Regions from separate parts of the Pan troglodytes genome. Here region 1 is linked to region 2. Evidence: chromatin contacts called from public HiChIP or PLAC-seq data. All regions are on one chromosome and are shown on one strand. The core of a region is the stretch at or near the end of the contact, and the rest is flanking DNA. Distances in the headings are between cores, read along the strand shown. Region 1 holds the start of NRARP (NOTCH regulated ankyrin repeat protein). Region 2 holds the start of ENTPD8 (ectonucleoside triphosphate diphosphohydrolase 8).

Region 1 (3,003 bases), core at 15-2,514, 160 kb before region 2:
AATAGTTTAGAACACCAGCAACAGCGAACAGCAGAGCGTCTCCTCGGCCGCGCGCCAGCGGCGCGGACCTCGGACCTCGGGGCTGCTCCTCGGCTGCAGCCGGCATCGGCGCGTCCCGGGCCTGCGGGCGGGTCCTGAAGGCGGCGGCGGAGCGCTCCGAGTCCGCCTTCGGCTCCCGCCGCCCGCCTTTCACCTTCGGGAGAAAACATTTTGCGCAGAGGATCCGGTATCTCGGGATTCCGAACTTGCTGGTTGCGAGACTCAAATTTCAAAAGGGGCTGGAGCCCGCGCCCCGCCCCCACCCGCGAGGCGACGGGCAGGCGGGCGGGTGGGGGCCGTGGGAAGCTGCTCCGGCCCGGCCGGGCCCGGCTAGGCCGCAGGGAGGCGCTCGGCCGGCGGGGCTGCCGGACCCTGGGGCCGGGACGCACGCGCCGTATTCGCCGTGGCCGCGGGCCTTCTGGCGGGGCCTGCGAGCCGGGCGCGCACCGAGGTAGTTGGCGGGAAGGTACAGCAGAGACGACGCGGGCGCAGGGCCGGGGTCCGGGGTCCCGGCGGGCATCACCGGCCGCTGGCCGCGTACTTCGCCTTGGTGATGAGATAGAGCACGATGTCCTGGTGGCCACCGAACGCGGCGATGTGCAGCGCGCTCCAGCCGTCGCGGTTGGCCAGGCGGATGTCGGCGCCGAACTTGACCAGCAGCTTCACGAGCTCCAGGTTGCCGTCGATGACCGACTGGTGCAGCGCCGTCTGGCCCTCGGGCCCGAACGAGTTCACGTTGAACTCGCAGTTGGTCATGTTCTGCAGCAGCGACTGCAGCTCCTGCGTGTTGCCCTTGCGCACAGCCTCCTGGAAGATGCGCTGCGTCTGCGGCGCGGAGCAGGTGGACAGCTCGGCCTGGCTCATGCTGCCGCCGGGCGCGGGCCGCGGGCCGGGCCGGGGCTCAGCGCGGGCGGCGGCTGCGGCGCGGGCCCCCGGCTGTCTCGGGGCGCGCCTCGGCGCATGGAGGGCGCGGCGTCCCCGGGCCCCGCACGCCGCCTCTGGGCGCTCCGGGCGCTCGGGGCCGGGGGTCGCCGCCGCGGGGACCCCGCCGCATCCAGCCGCGCCCGGGTGGGCGACGGGGGCGCGCGCTCGGCTCGCGGGGGCCGGGCCCGGCCGGGGACGGCGGCGCCGCGCGGTCCCGGTCCCTACTCGGTTCGGCTGCGGCTCCCACGCGGTCCCAAGGCGCCTCCCCACGCGCCGCAGCACTAGCTCGCCCGCCGCGCCGGGGCGCCTTTTACCTTCTTTATATTTGCATAACAATGGCAGCCCGTGACGCGCGCGCCGGCGGCCCCGGGATTGGGCCGCGCCCACGTGGGGGCGGGGCGTGGGCGGTGCCGTGCGCAGGGGTCCGGGGGCGGGTCCCGGCGGCGGCGCGCTTCGCGGCAGGGGGCGCTGGTCGCCGGCAGCGCCTGGGCGGGGGAGGCCAGGTGGCCGCCGGGGGGGTCCAGCTCCGTCGCCGCCGCCGTCCGCGCGCCCCCCGGGCGCTCCGCGTCTCTTTGCGGTCGTCCCGCCCCTTCTCCCTCCGGCCACCCGGGGAATTCCAAGTTCCCTCAGCAGCCAGACCCAGGCCTTGCCCGGTACCCGAGCGCGACCGCCAGGTGGCCCCGAGGGCGGCCTCTCCCGGGCAGGGGGTTCGCGGGCATCTCAGGCCCGTGGCGAAGGAGAGACCCCTCTGAGCGGAGAGGCGCGCGGCGACCGCGGCCAGCCCGCGCCTCCGGGCTCACCGTCCACGCGGGTGGCAACTCCAGGCCCTGACGTGGGGCCTTCAGCCACGCGGGTCCTTCCCGCGCGCGGGCAGCCTCATGGCCGCCGGCTCAGCCTATGTGTGCCCCAACCGTATTGATGCGAGGGGCCTCCGGCCGGCCACCGCGGCTTCTATCGCCTGGCGGTGAAGGGGGTTCCGCTGTCCTCTCGGGAGGAAGCCCCGGGCCGGGGCGCAGCGGGAGGGTCGGGACCGCGGCCTGCCTCCCTCTGCTGCCCACACACCAGCATGCGGGACACATGGGTCCCGCCCAGGTGAGCAGGGCTAGGTGTGGCGCCAGGGCCAGAAGGGGATTCTGAAACGCCTGGCTTCCAAACTGTAAAACCCATTTTTATTGACCACTCTAACAATTGACCGGGAGGCACTAGCAGGGGAAGCACAGCGCATTTCCTCATTAGAGTTTTACAGTTTACAACTCGCTGTGGTCGTTGGAAATTAAGGAGGAGTGATTCTCAGGCGCGGAGCAGGAGGCCAGGCAGGCTGGGGCTTGAATTCCTTCTGAAGCCAAGCCGGGAATTCCGCGCAGGCAGCTCTGAGCTCGGGCTGGGGAGACCCCCATGCCAGGCCTTGTCTGGGGAGGCTTCCGCCCACCAGCTCCATGTCCCCACATCCGGCTCCCCACAGGGGTGTGTCCCCACCCCATGCTGTGCCCATACTGGCAGGAAAAACTGGGCAGGCCCCCTTCGGGACAGACCCTGGCTGAGTGGAGCAGGGTCCTGAGGCCCTGGGGTCCTCCTGGTGGGCTGGGAACCTCTGTCCCTCAAAGGCACAGCTCAGAGCTCGCTCTGGTCTTCCTGGGGCCGTGATCCCGCTGGTTCTGTTCAGCCCTCTCCTTTGGGCCTCACTGCTTCTCCCAGGAGCTCTCAAGGGGGCCACGGAGGGTGGAAGGGTGCTCCCCAATATGCAGGTGAGGACACAGTGGAGTCCCGGAGTAGGCCCCCAGCAGAACAGAGATGGGCGCTGTGGAGCCCAGGCCCGGGGCAGGGATGGCATGGCCTGGCCTGCCGTGCTCTGCTGGGCACCTTTGGCCTCTTAAGGAGGGGGAGCTGCTGGGCTGCCCGCTGGTCCCTGGTGCTGGCTGTGTCTCTGGACCTCACACCAGGGCTGGGTGTGCAGGGTGCTCTGAGCTCACTGTCAGGAGGGCAGGAGCTCTGTCCTGGGCATTGATGGATTTTGTGCATATGCCCAGGGCCCAGCCAGGC
Region 2 (2,718 bases), core at 163-2,662:
TCAGGACAGCCCCCAGACCAGGACAGCCCCCCAGACCAGGACAGCCCCCCCCAGACCAGGACAGCCCCCCCAGACCAGGACAGCCCCCCAGACCAGGACAGCCCCCCCCAGACCAGGAGAGCCCCCCAGACCAGGACACCCCCTCACACAGAACAGACTCCCAGATCAGGACAGCCCCCCAGACCAGGACAGCCCCCCAGACCAGGACAGCCCCCCCCAGACCAGGACAGCCCCCCAGACCAGGACAGCCCCCCCAGACCAGGACAGCCCCCCCAGACCAGGACAGCCCCCCAGACCAGGACAGCCCTCCCCAGACCAGGAGAGCCCCCCAGACCAGGACACCCCCTCACACAGAACAGACTCCCAGATCAAGACAGCCCCCCAGACCAGGACAGCCCCCCAGACCAGGACACCCCCTCACACAGAACAGACTCCCAGATCAGGACAGCCCCCCAGACCAGGACAGCCCCCCCAGACCAGGACAGCCCCCCAGACCAGGACACCCCCTCACACAGAACAGACTCCCAGATCAGGACAGCCCCCCAGACCAGGACAGCCCCCCCAGACCAGGACACCCCCTCACACAGAACAGTCCCTGAGACCAGGACAGCCCCCCTAGACCAGGACACCCCCTCACACAGAACAGACTCCCAGATCAGGACAGCCCCCCAGACCAGGACAGCCCCCCCAGACCAGGACATCCCCTCACACAGAACAGTCCCTGAGACCAGGACAGCCCCCCTAGACCAGGACACCCCCTCACACAGAACAGACTCCCAGATCAGGACAGCCCCCCAGACCAGGACAGCGCCCCCAGGACATCCCTTTGGACCCTCACCTGGGCTGGCTGCCCACTTCCCGGAGAGGCAAGGAGGAAGCTGTGCTTAGGCGCGTCTGTGTCCGCGCACCTGGCGTCCAGCCTCTCCCTGCCCCTGGGTCCAGGACAGCTGGGGTGGGAGGGGCAGGGCGGTGACAGCCTCGGGCGATGCGCTGTGCACCTGGCTCCAGGGCCCGCAGGCTGAGGCCAGCGCCCAAGGTCGCCCCGCCCACTCCACCCTCGGGTCCCCCGCCCAGGGTCTCCCCGCATCTCCCACCTGCGGGTCTGTCTCGGTGCCCAGGGTCGCCCCGCCCCTGGGGCTGTGGGAGGCAGGAGAGGGAAGCTGAGGAGGAGCCTGGAGCTGCGAGGGGCAGAACTCCGGGACCCCGCCCCCCACGGCCTGCAGCCGCGCTCTTGACCCCGGCCCGGACTTTACCCCTCTTGCCGCCCGGCCCGGGCAGGTCGGAGTCAGGTGACCCCGAAGGTCCAGGCCCGGGGCGGGGGCGGAAGCGCCTGCAGCCCCGCGGCGCCCGTCGTTTTCCATTTGCAGCCACTCTGCCTTTCCCGCTCGCCGTGGGTCCCGGGGCCGCCGCCGTAGGGGTCCCGGCCTCTGAAGCGGGGGCGGGGCTGGGGACGGGGAGGGGCGGGGCCAGGGCCGGGGCTGGGTGGGGCTGGGGGTGTTGGGGGGCGGGGAATAGGGTGGGGGAATGGGGGGGGGCGGTGAATTCCTGTCTGTGTGAGATCCAAGAACCCTCTTGGGGTCTCAATCGGGACTCTCTTTACTGGTAGCATATTTGGTGTCATGTGTGTGCATTTTTGTGCTTTTTCTTGGTGATTTCACTGTTTATAATGGCGTCTCAGCATAGTGCAGAGATGCAAGAAGGCTGAGATGCACTTTACGGAGAAAACACACATTGGATAAGCTTTATTCGTGCAAGAGTTAGCGCTGTTGGCCATGAGTTCAATGTTAGTGATACAATACATATTAAATAAGGTGCCCTTAAACAAAAATACACATAAAAGAAGGTTTTATTAATATATTGATCATTTAACAAAAATGTGACCAGAAGCTTGCAGGAACATAACTTTGCATTTCCCTTAGGAGCAATAGTTTAGCATATTCTTTAATTCAGTGTTTGCAGCAACTTTATACCACTAGCTGCCATGGGTCGTAAGAGTCAAATGTGTTTGTTGAGGATTTTTGCAGTTGTGTTCAACAAAGTTGCATAGTTTTCTTTTTTAGTCCTGGTTTCTGTATGGGGATAATGCTGGGCTTATAAAATGAATCTGGGAAGTTGTCCTTCTTTTTTTTTTTTTTTTTTTTTTTTTTTTGAGATGGAGTCTCGCTCTGTCACCCAGGCTAGAATGCAATGGTGCGGACTTGGCTCACTGCAACCTCCACCTCCCAGGTTCAAGCGATTCTCCTGCCTCAGTCTCCGGAGTAGCTGGGATTACAGGTGCCTGCCACCATGCCTGGCTAATTTTTTGTATTTTCAGTAGAGATGGGGTTTCACCATGTTGGCCAGGATGGTCTCAAACTCCTGACCTTGCAATCCGCCCGCCTCAGCCTCCCAAAGTGCTGGAATTACAGGCATGAGCCACCGCGCCCAGCCAGCTGTCCTTGTTTTATTTTGTGGAAGGGATTTGAAAAATTTGTATTAAATTTCTTCTTTAAATATTTTGTATAATTTGGTGGTAAAACCATCTGAGCCAGTACTTTCCTTTTTAGAAAAGTTTTAAAGTACAAATTCAGTTTATTTAATACTTAATAGGATTGTTCAAGTTGTCTATTTAATGAGTTTTGGTAGTTTGTGGCTTTCAAGGAATTGGTCCATTTCACCTAAGTTGCTAAATTTATGTGACTACAATTATTCATAGTACTTCCTGGTTATCCTTTTAAT

The links. HiChIP or PLAC-seq counts read pairs in DNA pulled down with a chosen protein or histone mark.
Region 1: a contact with region 2 is called in an H3K4me3 HiChIP or PLAC-seq map of stem cell-derived excitatory neurons, with 4 times the contacts expected there. The contact joins the promoter of NRARP here to the promoter of ENTPD8 in region 2. A contact is called at or near these places in 1 of 7 Hi-C or Micro-C datasets (stem cell-derived neural progenitor cells) and 1 of 1 datasets of contacts at active chromatin or transcription factors (stem cell-derived excitatory neurons).

What each region holds. Positions count from the first base shown.
Region 1 is chr11:1,150,997-1,153,999 of NHGRI_mPanTro3-v2.0_pri, reverse strand. It overlaps NRARP (NOTCH regulated ankyrin repeat protein), which reads right to left and starts at 1,264. Exons shown (of 1, transcript XM_528519.9): 1 at 1-1,264. The coding sequence starts at 903. The coding sequence ends at 559.
Region 2 is chr11:995,819-998,536 of NHGRI_mPanTro3-v2.0_pri, reverse strand. It overlaps ENTPD8 (ectonucleoside triphosphate diphosphohydrolase 8), which reads right to left and starts at 1,412. Exons shown (of 10, transcript XM_024346013.3): 1 at 1,095-1,412.